Linked DNA regions of Rattus norvegicus: region 2 is linked to region 1. The links are chromatin contacts, called in public Hi-C maps. All regions are on one chromosome and are shown on one strand. Each heading gives the region's core, a stretch centred on a gene start, on an enhancer-like site or on the middle of the called end of the contact. The rest is flanking DNA. Distances are from core to core; before and after follow the strand shown.

Region 1 (7,114 bases), core at 1,076-3,575:
AATAGGTTCTTCTTGCTTCCTGAAGAGCCTTCCTGAGGCTCCATAAACTTAAGACTTGTGCTGATAGCTACTGAAGAGCAGAAGCAAGACTTCAGGCACATACTGAAGTCTCGCTGAATATTGCTCAACTATCCTGTCCTCTGCGGCTTATCTCGTTAACAGCATTGTGTGGGTTAGGTTTGCAGGAAATCATGGGCAGACTCACCTGTGGCCCCCTAAATAGTAAGTCCTTTAGTAAACTCTCACTATAGCAAAAACCTTAGTACCGCCTTAGTAACACCAAATCGCCTGCCTGTGGGCTCACACCTGTAATATGACACTTGGAAGGCCATGGAAGGACTGTCCAGGAGTTCAGGGCCAGCCTGGGCTAGCAAATAAGATGGTGTCTCAATACTGGCGGAAAAACTCAAAATTATAAATGAATCTCTTCAAAGTCATCTTAGGAGTGGCCAGGGACTCCAAAGACGCTTTGGCATGTCCTACCCCCTCCCTTTAGGGTCTTCAATATCCCACTTCCCATATGGTCCCAAGTAGGTCAGCAATCTTGGTTCTACTACTTAATTCTGAAGTGAAAAAAATGTGTTTGATAACTGGAATGCATTTTCTAGAGATAACATAAAACAGTGCTGTATTCTAATAAAACAAGTGAGGTTAGGACTGAACCCCCAACCAAAGAGCGAGCATGAGCTAGACCTAGCCTATAAGCCCCGACTCCCCCGTGCACGTATGTAGCAGATATGCAGCTTGGTCTTCATATGGATCCCACAACTGGAGGGGAGGCTGTCCCTGAGTTTGTTGCCTGTGTGTGGATTCCATTCCCCTAAGTGGGCTGCCTTGTCTGACCTCAGTGCCAGAGGATGTGCCTAGTCCTGCAGTGATGTGCCAGGGTGGGGATACCTTGGGGGGCTCCCCTTCTCAGAGAAGGGGTGGGGAATAGGAAGAAGAACTGGGGGGGGGGAATAGGAAGAGGGGGGCTGATTTGGGATACAAAATAAATAAACAAACAAACAAATAAATAAATAAATGAAAATAACAAGTGAGGTCAGCGTAGGTGCGGTCCACACCTACACCTCTTTTACTTTTGAGACAGGATCTTGTTATGTAGCCCAAGCTGGCCTCAGACTTGCTCTATGTAGTTCAGACTTGCCTCAAATTGGTGATTCCTTGGCAACATTGATTCTGCCACCATAATTTCAAGCATAATGAAACTGGTACTTCAAAAACACACTTACCCTACTTCAGAACTAGCCAAATGCTAAGTATTAAGAAACTGCAACTGAGGAAAGCTGCTTAATTATTTTAAAATTAGTTCATACTTGCTCTTTATGTTCAAGAAACGCAGTTTCAAGTTCTTGCCACCCAGAGACTGGAACCAGCGTATACTGTACGTGGTCACATTGAAACAGGGCCTGGAGGAAGAGCACATGGTCAAAAAACCCCTCGTTTAAGATAACTTACCTGGAATCACCAGAAGCAAATAAGCAAACTAGTTGAGTTGAGAGACAAAGATCTATGTGATATGCTGTTTGGTAAAGCTAGGTGGCAAGCCTGTGAGCGAGCGTTCAATCTGAATCTGTACAATAAGGAATCTGTACAATTTGCCAGAGTAAAACATTAAGGGAAAAAACTAATTTTAAATTATAGGGGTTCTGAAAAATCCTGAGCCCAGCTCGTTGTAAAAACCACACTATGATCAAAGCCCAAACTAATAATCTTCTCGAACAGACCAGGGACTCCGGTAATTCCAGCACTGGCTATGATACCACGCCCAGCTGTCACGTTCCTTATCTCAGATTCCATCTTTTACACGTTCAAAGATTTCAGAGGTGGAACCCTTTTCACTTGGGTTACGGTAAAGACCACTATTTACTTGTCTCACCATTTGCACGACACTTCTCTAGTCTCGGTATAGGTCAGAGGATCCTTTGACTAACTCACCTCCTGTCTATTTCTTCTGGTCCCTCCCCTTCTGCGCCCCGCCTCCTGCTGGGGCCAACCCTGTCCCGTCACCTCTCGCCTCAGTCCTATCTTCCTAAGGCTTTCAAAGCTCACCTGAAGTATCTTGCAAGCACACAAGGCATCCACGTCCGAGGCCACAAAGAGAAGGACCCTCTGTAGAAGCGAACACCGACAGATGAGTTGAGTACAGGGACACCAAAGTCTGTGGCAACACCCTGACCTCCCGGCCCATCCACGGACACTCGCCCTCATCCCTCCCCTCAGATAAAGTTTTGATCAGGATCGTTGGACGGGAGTCACCTGGTTGTGGACTAGCTCGTAGAACTCCTTGCGGAAATCGGTCACGAACATAGCCACAGCGGCCGGATACCTAGAGCTGGCGCTGAGACACCGACAGCCCGGAGGTCCTCAAGACTCCCGCCAAATCACAGCTCTTCCGATTGGTCCACGCCAGCAGCCAATAGTTCTTAGTCTTTCCTCCTTTCTGATTGGGTCCTACGGGGACAGCCAATAATGCTCTGCGATTCGCAGCTGGATAAGATCCGCCCGCCCCGCAAAAAGAAGCAACATCGTTACTCCGGCTGCGAACCTTGTTGCTCGTGTTGACGCTAACTTCCAGTTACCCAAAGCCCTCTACGCTTGGCGGACATCTTTACTTCGGGAAGGAATGTCTACTATCTGACCCTGGAATAGTCAGAAAAATATACTCTTAGACATAAAGTAAATTCAGTTACACATTGTTTGAAGGCTGCAACTACGTTCTCAATACACTGTCGAATTAGAGTGAGCTATAGATTACTTCCGCCCGAATCCATGATGGCGGGGTCAACGCCGGAAGCTCTAGCTGCATTCTGGGTATTGTAGTCAGTGAAGAGAACGGACCCTACCAAGTTGTTCGGAAGGGAGTACTCATATCAAGTTGTTCGGGAGGGAGTACTATCTAAACATTTTAAGTAATCGCTGTCTTGTGAAACCAGTTATCAAGTGTTTTAATGTTTACTTTAAATAATTTTCAAACCTCAGGCCTTTCCATGACTTTCTGATTATACGCTGCTGACTCCAGGCCTCCGTACCCCGCCCCCTCCGTTCGTCACTTCCGGCGAGCCTCTCGCGGGTTCTGGGCTTCAGAGCGGTGGCCTCGGCTGCGAAGAGGGAGCTCTGGGTTTCTATTGTAAGGTTCAGGAAAAGAAGCGGCATCACCAAGCGCTGTCAGTCATGGTGAGCTGGCCGGGGATCGCGAGCCGGGTGATGCCAGAGCTGCCCCTGGCGCTCGGCAGGGAGGGCCTGGACCTGGTGGCGGAGGTGCCGAGTCACCCGGGCCTGTATCGGCCGGCTCCACTGTCCGGAGCGCTTCTGTCCCAAGTGGTATCCATAATTACGAGCCGCCTCTTTTCTTCTTAGCTTGTCCGAGTCATGACTCGTATGCCTTTCGGCGGGACTGCAGCCCTGAAGAGTAGAAAGGAACCTGTTCCTTTATGTCGGTAGTTCTCATAAGTGCTCTCGACACGCAACAGGTTTCCATGAACTCGAAGTTAACTGGAGAGTTCTTGGAGAGTGGTGCGAGGGAGGAGAATCCGAAGGACCATTAGCTTTGCCAAAGTTCCCCGGCATTTTATTTAGTAGAGATCATGTTTTAGGATGTATGTCACGTTGTGTTCATTCACGTTGCGATAATGGCAATAGGTAATATTTGGGGCGCTTTTTTTTCTATCAACGTACACTTATTTAATTCCTGCATTCCCCATGGAACATAGGTAGTTATTATACTAACCGAGAGAACTAAAACTCTGAGAGGTAGAGGCACAGAGGTTGGAAGTCAAGTCCATCTGGCTGCAATGATGCTTCACTGGCACTGACTACTGATGCCGGCACTGACTGCTTCATGTATTAGGCATCCAAGCTTTAAAGGAAGTAAACATGGATGGTAGAAGCGGTGAAGGAGGAGCAGGTGCCCATGGGTGGATGAGTTGGAAAGATACTATTAGGAGTGTGGCAATACTTTGTGTATGTTGTTTATGTTTCAAGAAGAAGCAGTAGGCTAGATGGATGGCATAGGAGAAGGAGCTTTGATGAGCACACACCCCCTAACCCATCATTCAAAAAGGGTTTTGTGGGTTATACACCTAAGACTTGAGTCAGACAGTTCTACTTCTGTGCTAGTAACTGAAGAATCATCTTTTGCAATTTATTGGAGGAGGGTGTTGGTGTGCACCTGGGCCTGAGAATAGAGGCCCGGCGCTGGGTGCGTGAGTCATTGTGCTTGGGTGCGCATCTGTGCATGTGAAGGTCAGCAGGCAATCTTGGATGTAGTCCCTCATGTCTTGACTTTGCTGGCTGGTGTGAGACAATGTTTGATACACAGTGTTCATGTCTGTTGTGTGCTGGGAACATCTGGAGAAGCACCAACCCTGAAGCCTACCAGAGCAAGGGAGGCTCACTGGAAAAGAAAAAGGATTGTATTAAAAGCCAGATGGAGGAGTACACACATGGGCAACTGCTTTCCCACCACCTGCAGTGCTGTTTTGTGTTTCTTGCCCAATTGACACTCAAGACATGTAGGTCTTTAATGAGGATCTCCTCCTGTACACTTGTTTAACATCCATAGCTCTCTGTGCCCAGACCTGCTTCTTCCTCAAACTCCTGGGCATAGGTATTTTATTGTTATCTCCTTGTCTTTTATATTGGGTTCACTAGGGCAGAGGTGATAATCTGCCTTCTAAGTACCCAAACATTACTAAAGTGATGTCCCCAAAGTCCAGATTAGAGTCACACAAATAGTAGGCACTCAGAAAAGAGGTGACTTCTGAACATTAGGCTAGGAGATGGTGAGTGGTTGGTAATGAGTGTCTATGAAGTGTAAGGAAGGTGCAGCCTTGATCTCGAGAGTAGGGAATAGTAACAGAAAGGTGGGACTCGAAGGCCTGGTTTTGTATTTTAGTAAAGTTGCACTGTCTGTAGATAATGGAGACTGGAACTGAGGGATAAGTCTTTGGGAGACAAAAGGGATTTGAGGTTCATTGTGCTGCCTAGGCAGTCAGAACATTCTGGTTAGTTGGGATTTTAGTTTTCTGTGTTCTTTGACCACATTTATAAGCACTGATGACTTGCTATGTTTAGTGCTTGGCCTAAAGAAACATTCTTTTGCACTAGATACAGTGGCCTATTTAAAGTTTCTTTGTTTTAATAATAATACCATTTCTTTCTTTCTTCTAGTTTTCTTTCAACATGTTTGACCACCCGATTCCCCGGGTCTTCCAGAACCGCTTCTCCACGCAGTACCGCTGCTTCTCTGTATCCATGCTAGCAGGGCCTAATGACAGGTCAGATGTGGAGAAAGGAGGGAAGAGTATGTGCCTGTTTTTATTTTGAATAGTAACCTTTCCTGCCCTAAACTCTATGAGCCCTGTAGCCTTCTATAGTCGTCATTTTACATGTGAGCACCAGACACTAACATTATAGTAAGAATGTCACTTGTCCTAAGGATGGGTGGTGGGAGTATGGTGCTAATTATGTTGTTGACTAAGTGCCATTCAGAGCACAAAAGTAAATACCTCAAGTCAGGTTCTTCATGAGAGGTCATCGTGACATTCTGCTACCCCCAAACCACTGTTTAAAGCTTTTAAAAGGTCAGAAAGTATACATCTTGCCTTTGTTGTATCCTTTTATTTTTATGTACTTAATATTCCTGAAATATTCTTTTCACAGTAATTATGCCACCCTCAGCCCTCGATCAACTCAGTAAGTACTTTCTAAATGGCTTGACAGTTTGGGAAATATAAATACAGAAACCAGAAACGGGCATAGGATAGCCGGGTGGCATTTGTCAGGATGTGGTTGGAGTCCTTTTGGAGGTATGCTGGGCTGGAAGGACCAGGAACAGGTACTTAGTTGAGGCACAGCATGGTTGTGCATTCCACTGCAAGGGCGCTATAAGCACCCACTTGGTAAAGGGTGCTCCTTTCTGTTTCTTCTCCCCCTGGCCCTTCCCCTGTCGCCCAGCACCCTGGCCCTTCCCCCGTCGCCTGGCTTGTCTGGAGAGCCTGTCTAGGTACAAAGGAGCAGCACTTTGCACGGTGCTTGAGCAGTTCATGCTGTGGTGTGGGCTTACTAGGTCATCTCCTAAAGGAAAAATGATCGATCTACAAGAGACTTTGTGAAGCAGAGCTTCACCTCCTCCCCAGATAGCTCTCCTGAGCTCCAAACCTGAGTTTCTCCCTTCCATTGTGCCATGGTATCCTGGGCTGCCACTCTCTCTTCCTGTGCCAGATAAAGCCATTGTGAGAAAAGCCCCATGCTTCCTTTCTCGGATTATGGACAGCCCTAATTGTGGATGCACTCTTTGCTATGGAAACTTGAAGATGTTCCCATATTGAATTAACCTGTGGAGACTGGTTATGGAGATGTAGTGGTGACTTGCAGAGAATAGATGCTACTCTGCTGTGTTTGGGCTTTGAACTTTGCCCTGCTTAGCTACTGGCTTAGCCTCTCTGGATCTTGGTATCTTCATTAACCAGGGTTGCCATCAGTCAGTACCATTCATTGGAGCTGTGGTGATGGTTCTGGTTATAAGTGGGGAGGTGACCTTTAACCCACTCTAGGTGGGAGTGTCCAGTGGAGGCTTCTCTTTAGGCAGCTGGTAGAATAGAGCCATGGGGTTCACTATAGGCTACCATTACAAAGACAGGGTGGGTCCTTAGTCTTGCTTTTGGGGTGAGCTGACCAAGGAGCCCAGGTGCGACCCTTAGCAATATATCCAGGAAGGTACTTGGGAACTGGATCAGTAGAATTTAGACCAGGCTAGAGTAAATTCAGACCTTTCTTTGTTTGCTTTTGCTGTATTAGGGATTCAGGCATGCTAGTTGAATGCTTATTTACTAAGTCAGACCCTCAGCCCTATAAAGCCCTTTTTCTTCCTCCAGACTGGGTTTTACCCAGCTTAACTAGGCTGACCTCGAACTTAAAATCTTCCTGCCTTGACTTTCTGAGTATCTGGGATTACAGGTGTGTGCCACCATGTTCAACTGTTGAAACCTCTTAAGTGGTGGAAGGAACCCTTTGTAACCAAGTAAGACCAGGAGGTTTTTGATTTATGAAATATGGGTTATTGCTCAGGTCATAGGAATTAAATGCTGCAGAGGACTGAGGAGCTCAAAGT
Region 2 (6,461 bases), core at 1,852-4,351, 360 kb before region 1:
TGTTTTTTCTGTTGTTGACCTGGCAGGGGCAGCAGCCAGGACTTATTTTCCAATGCGTGTATATGGGGAGTGGTGATAAACACCGGCTAGTCATGAGGGGAGCTGAGCTCAGCACGGTGACTATACCCGTCTGGGCTCCCAGGATTGCCTCCCACTGCCTTTGCCCCTGCGCATCAAATGAGGGGTCCCGTTCCTCCTTAGATGACATCTGGGTCTCAGAGAACCCAGGGCTGGCCAAATGGCAGAGATGAGGCACCTATGTCTGAGCCCTGTCTATAGGGGACATGGTTAAGCCTTCACCCTGCAGCTGGGTGCTGGCCAGGCTGCCACACCTGTTAGCTGATGGAGCACCCGGCTAGAACCAGGATGCTAGCAACTTCCTAGTGAGAACCCCTGAGCCTGCAGAGGTGACTTCAGACTCCTCGTCCTATCTTAGAGGGGCTGAGATTGAGCAGTATGGAACTCAGGGTAGGACTGCAAGTTGGTACTTGCCCAGTCTTGGTCACCCAGCCACCAGTGTGTGCCTGGCCTGCCTTTTCAGTTGCTCTTTGACTGCCAACATCCATAACAGGTTGGAGGAGGGAGTCAGGAGCTAGAGAGGCCAGAACACAGGGCCCCTTTGGGGAAAGAGAGGAAAGAGACAATGGAAGGTGACTGGTGTCCTGCAGAAAACCTGTTCCCCTGATATAGCAAGGCCCAAGCAATGGGAGGATGGAGGTGAAAAAATGGGCTTGCTCCTAACCCTGCTTTAAGGAGGTTGGACTTGGCATTGGCATTCATGGGCTTGAACTGGCTATGTAGTGACAAGGAAGTAGCAAGAGCTAGCCCTGCCTCTAACCCTGGAGCTCAGGCTGTCTTCCCGCATCCCCACCTCCCCGTACCCCCAGGAATCCTCTGGGCTCCACAGAACCAGGGCCCCACAGTCACCTTCTTCCACACCCCCTTGCCTCCAGCAGGCTGACCAGTGGGGGCTCTTGCTAGGCTCACTGTTTCTGGGCACCCAGGGCAGGTGAAGAAGCTGCAGTGAGGGAGCCCCTGGCTTAGCAGCCTCTCCCATGCTGGGCCTGAGATGCTGTCCCCCGGTACTTCTTCCTGATGTCCCTTCACACTGCTTCAGGCCCCCAAAAGGCTTATTATAGCACTTGGGGCTAACCTCTCCCACTGCTGTTTGTCCCATTCAGAGTGTCCCGGCTACTCACCACACTGCCCATGACTGTGTACTCCCATGTGCCCATGCCAACGTGAAGCTTTCTGTCTCTGGGCACTATGAAGCCGAGATGGTGTTTTGTATTTTGAGACAGGGTCTCTAGTGCAGTCTGGAAGCTGCTGTGCAGCCTGAGGCGGCCTCAATTGCATGACAACCCCCACCCCACCCTGTCTCACTTTCCTGAGTGAGCGTGAGTCAGCGTGCCCCACTAGAGAGTGTTTTATAATGGGCTGATTTAATGCTGTCGTCAGAGTTGGTCATGAAAGTAGCTTTGCTCTGACCCTCATAAAGTCAGGAAGCTGCCCAGGGTACTGTGTCCATTTTCCTCTCATGCTAAGCACAGGAGATGGGAAGGCATATTTTATCTAGAAGAGCCACAAGAGTCGTGGTTGTATAGTAGTCTCATTTTCTGCTCAGTCTGTTTCCATTTCGTGTGATAGTCTGGTGTAGCAGAAGGGAGAGCAGCTATCAGCCTAGGACTTGATTCTCAGCTTTTCTGCTTGTTTGCCTGTGTGGGGCAAGGACCTTGGGTAGCTTCCACTACTCAGGGTTTGGTGGGGGCGGGGGTGGGGGTTGTCAGGCCCCCAAGGGTTGGGTGCTGCTGGCAGGTCGAGGCAGGTCGGGAGCCCGCTCCACCAGGATCCAGGACTGTGGTGTCTCCTCTGTCTCCTCTGTGCTGCTTCCGTGGAGCTCTGAGGCTTGACTGGCACTTCCTGGACTGGTAGTGCTACCAAGAGGCCAGGTGCTCTTGTGAGACTGTCACTTGTGTGGCTGTGCCTCCTGGAGAGAAGATTAGGGTCCTCCAGGCTGAGAGGCAGACTGTAAGCCTAGCTTCACAGGTCCGTGTCTGCTTCCTCCTGCTTTCAATTCTGACAAGCAAGCCACCCTGTGATTAGACTAATCTCATGGTACTCATGCACCCATGGAGAATGCTGGCACAGTAAAAGGCACAGAGACACCACACACACACACACACACACACACACACACACACACACACACACACACGGTTCAAGGCTACCAGAGTGCGGGATGGTGACTACTGGTTGAACAAAGATCTGTGCGCTGGTTTTTAAATGTGGTGTTAAGTCCCGGACTTCCAAACAGCCTTCCAAACTGCCATCACTGCTGTCTCCCAGGCTGCAGATGCACTGGTCACTGTGCCTCTGAGGCTGGTCCTGGAGAGTGTGGCCAGTCGGGGCCAACCTACAGCTGCCAGCCTCTCTCTGGGACTGACTCGGGATCCAGAAGCTTCAGTTTTGTCTCTGCTTTTGTTCCAGTGGTGTTTGTTTGTTTGTTTTTCAGGATAAGGTCAGGGCTGGCTTTAGACTATGTAGCTCAAGTCGGCCTTGAACTTACGATCCTCCTATCTCCACTTCCAAAGGGCTGGGATTATTGACATGCGTGGCCATCTCTAGAACCTCAGTCCTCTGAGTTCTTGTGTTCATCTTTCAAAGAATAAGCATTCCCATTAATTGGTCAATTAGAGGGAGAGGTGGAGTAAGAAAACCAGTGCTGACCATCATCATAGCTCATAAAACAAATGGCCCAAGGTCACTGTCCATTCAAGCAAGATGTGCGCTTTTGTAGAGGCCTTAGCACACTCTCAAGACTCCCCCACCCCCAGGAATGTGCCTGCCTATGGGTGTCTGTCTTTCCTGTGAGTGCTCTAGTGTTCACAATTTGGACTTGGTGGCCTGAGGGCTGGGGGCACCTGGGAAATGGTGCCCCACCTTCTGTTATGGGGCCACCTCAGAAGGAGGTCCACGGTGCTCATGGGTCTCTGCTGGAGCAGATGGTGATCCCTGGCTGCCGGCCCACCCATCTCCTACACCCAGCCTGCTTTGTGGGAGGCTGGGAGGCACACGTGGACTGCAGAAACACGAGAATCAGATCCAGGAGACTGCTTGCTTCATGCTCAGCAGTGTGGTGGGAGGGCCTAGGATTGGGGGTTGGGGGATACAGCTAGCTTGGGGGAGTCTGAAGGGAGCTTGAGATAAATAGAGAGGCCCAGTCATCAACAGAAGGGTTACACTGATGTCGCCCCACTGGGCTAGAGTCTCCGTGGTTTGTCGGGAGGGGTGGGCTGGGTACTGCTTGTTAGGGGATTGAGAGAAGGGGCACTGCTTGTTGGATGCTCACAGACTTTCTTACCATCCGTCCTACAGGTGAGACAAGATGATCAAAGCAGCTCCATTCTGTTTGCATCTCAAATAACTCGTAGTTTCATATCTTAAGTGGCTCAGAGCTCTCACTGTATACATCAAATGCAAAAGTGTTAGGCTTTATACTTTGGGAAGCACCTCTCCTGCAGACATGCTGCACCTGTGTGGGCGTGTGCAGGGGGTGTTTTCAGGGGCCTAGAAAGCACGTCTGCTTTTCCCGCCTGCTGGGGATCCCAGGACCCCTGTCCACATCCATCGCATGCTGAGTAGTATTGTATGACCAGCTGGGACCATCTTGTACTCAGCCAGTAAGTGTGGTTCTGTCCCCAGCTCCCGTGCAGAGCCGCATGCCAGATGGTTCCCGCAGGGCACCTGCACAAGTATTCTGAGGGATCCGCCGCTTTTTGAAATGGAATTATATCATTAGTACTTGCCAGGATTAGTACTGACATCAGGCTTATCCGTCCTTACATCACCTGCTCTTGTTCAAAGACTGAAGGGTGATCTGACGAGCCCACCCACGTGCAGTCGCCCTGGCTGGGAACCCTCTGTTCCTCAGTCCTTTTGCATGAGTGTGCACATATGTGCCTGTGTGTTTGCATGGGTGTGCACATGAGAGGATGTGGACAGGTGTGTGTGACTACATGTCTATGCCAGTGTGTTTATAGTGTGTATTTGCATACAAATGACTTTTCATGCTTGCATTTTCCTGTATGTGTGTACACATGTGCATGTGTGTGTGAATGCATGTACATGTATGTGGAGTGTGGAGCCAGCCACAAGAGAGCATTAAAATGACTATTTCCAGTGGGTCGCAGTGTCATGTCCTGGCTCTGGCAGGAAGGCAGGGGGATGATCCATTGGCCTTGGGCCTAGGCGTTGTAGGCTTAGGCAGACAGTCATGGGCCCTGGTCATAGTTGCTGCTTCCCATAAGCCACTGTCCCCATTCTGGTCCTCTTGGTGCCCTGGGTCATGCCTGCTTCTATCCTGGCCCAAGAGGTTCTGAGGAGCCTCAGACAAGACTCACCTGTGGTCAGAGAGAAACCCGTGCTTCTGAGGGACGTCGCTCAACATGTCTGCCAGGGCCTGGAGCTGCCTTGACTTTTCACAAGCCACTGACCATGCACCCTTCAGCACCAGGCGATTTGCTGGTTCAGTTGACTGTTTGTTGTGTTCTGTTCCATAGCTGTAGTGATTGGGAAGTGTTTGCTCCCACTCTGACTGGCTCGGGAGTACCTGGTAGGAAGCCTGCAGAGCTCGTCTTTGTCCCAGCCGCGGAACAACAGCTTGTGGCCTTGCTGGTACTCACTTAGCGTGCTTTCTGCTGCTTTTCTCTGCAGGTTGGTGGTTGGAGCCAGTTGTATCCTTTGCCAAAGTGCAGGTGGCCATCGTCAGGAAGGGTGCTTAGCCCCTCTCCCATTTTCCCTCCCAGATACTCTGTTTTCCTGTGTGGGGACTCAGCTGGACCTGTTAGGAGGGGTTTGGGCTCAGGGAACGATTTGAGTCTGACCTTTGAAGGCTGCTGCTTCCTGAGCCTCACACTAAGCCTGCTGAGGCAGCTGGAGAGGGCTGCAAGGCAGTCAGGAAGGCCATGATGAGCATGTCCCTGGAGAGCAGCCCTGATCTGACCTCACTCCTGCGGGAGAAGCAGTCAGATCAGGAAGGGTCAAGAGGGGAACTCTGAGGGGCTCAGGGTCAGGACAGGATGTGGGAGGGAAGATGAAAGCCCTCACTGGAGTCTCAGGCTGACATAGGAGCACAGGCCACAGGCAGTGTTCTGTGGCTCTACACAAGGCTCTTCTCCTTGGGTCTGGCCACTGAATCTCCACCCTCTCTCCTGGCGGTTGAGACGAAACACCAGAGCCAGATGGAAGCCCCGTGGAGGCATAAACTATCTGGCCTGTGGGTACTGTTGGGAGAGCTTGAAGCTGGGGCTGTCAGCTTATGCACTTGAGACCTGGGGTTAGGGAATCCCTGCAGCTTTCTTCAGAGGCCTCTGATGGTGCTGAGCAGGAACATGGGACCCTGGGCTGTGAGAGCAGGGGCCAGGGTCTTCTGCCCTTCTGCTCCCTCTCACGTCAGTCAGTACGCCTTAGCCTGCTGCTGCAGATGTGGCCCTGGAGTGTGCCGGCTTCCTCACTGGTATTGGCCTGGATACCACGGTCATGATGCGCAGCGTGCCCCTCCGAGGCTTTGACCAGGTAGTACTTGCCCCCAGCAGGTGTGGCTATGGCCTTGGGGAGAGGCCTCGATCCTCAGAAGCAGTTCCTTAAAGCCAGGCATCTCGGCACCAGCCTATAGTTCTGGCACTTGAGAGGCTGAGGCAGGAGGGTCATCTGAGCCTGAGAATGAAGCCGACCTGAGCAGTGTTTCAGGCCCCGTTCCCCAAATAAGCCATTCCTTAAAACCTAAGTTTGAGTTATCACTGAGATGTCAAATATTCCGTGTCCTCTACCAAAGACACTTCAACCCCAAGTCATGTTAAGTTCCGGTGACAGAAGCCTAGAAAGTCACCTGAAGATACAATGAACTGGACCCATGGTCTCATGACCCCTGGCCCCATCACCCTCCCCCACAAATGTCTTTCTATCTCGTGTGGCTTCATCCTAAAGCTGGGCCACCATAGCTGAGGGTGTGCATACCAAGCCCCTCTACAGGGACACAACATCTGGAGAATCTGAGCATCCAGGGGATATGCTGGCAGCCAACAGGGTGCAGATGTAAAGGGGTCTATAGAGACGGGGGCTCAGGCCACGTGGGAACAGACCCTCTGGGCACCGAACAGCCTCGTAGACGCCCCTAGAGACCTGTATGTCTGAGTCCCTCAGGCATCTGCTGGCGTGTAGAGTGCCAGGCAGCCCCTTGCTTGGACAAGCTGAGATGTGCCTCTGATATAAAGGGCTCCTCCTACATGTAGTCCAGCATGCACCACCTTGCGTAGGCAGATGTCACAGGATTTAAATGGTGATTATTATGCCCTTTAAGAAGTTGTGTCTAGTCCCTGCTGTTGGCCTGGGAACTGGCCTCAGCTGCAGCTGGGCTGGGGAGACATGGGGCCCCTGGACAAAGAGGTGAATGCGACACCTTT

What was found. Hi-C and Micro-C count contacts between places; a contact is called where the count stands out from the background.
Region 2: a Hi-C map of frontal cortex shows a contact between it and region 1, with 2.3 times the contacts expected there. The contact joins the enhancer-like site here to the promoter of Cdc45 in region 1. A contact is called at or near these places in 2 of 12 Hi-C or Micro-C datasets (the A7r5 cell line and frontal cortex).

What each region holds. Positions count from the first base shown.
Region 1 is chr11:95,685,389-95,692,502 of GRCr8, reverse strand. It overlaps Cdc45 (cell division cycle 45), which reads right to left and starts at 2,325. Exons shown (of 19, transcript NM_001105866.2): 1 at 2,260-2,325; 2 at 2,053-2,112; 3 at 1,317-1,409. The coding sequence starts at 2,310. It overlaps Ufd1 (ubiquitin recognition factor in ER associated degradation 1), which reads left to right and starts at 3,080. Exons shown (of 12, transcript NM_053418.2): 1 at 3,080-3,177; 2 at 5,173-5,305; 3 at 5,665-5,697. The coding sequence starts at 3,175.
Region 2 is chr11:96,046,556-96,053,016 of GRCr8, reverse strand. It overlaps Txnrd2 (thioredoxin reductase 2), which reads left to right. Exons shown (of 18, transcript NM_022584.3): 9 at 4,714-4,733; 10 at 5,483-5,574. Among named protein-coding and RNA genes, the nearest start is that of Comt, 23 kb to the left of the region's middle. Within about 2 kb of position 3,101, at least 19 of the 93 cell types and tissues checked have an H3K27ac peak or open chromatin away from gene starts, as enhancers often do.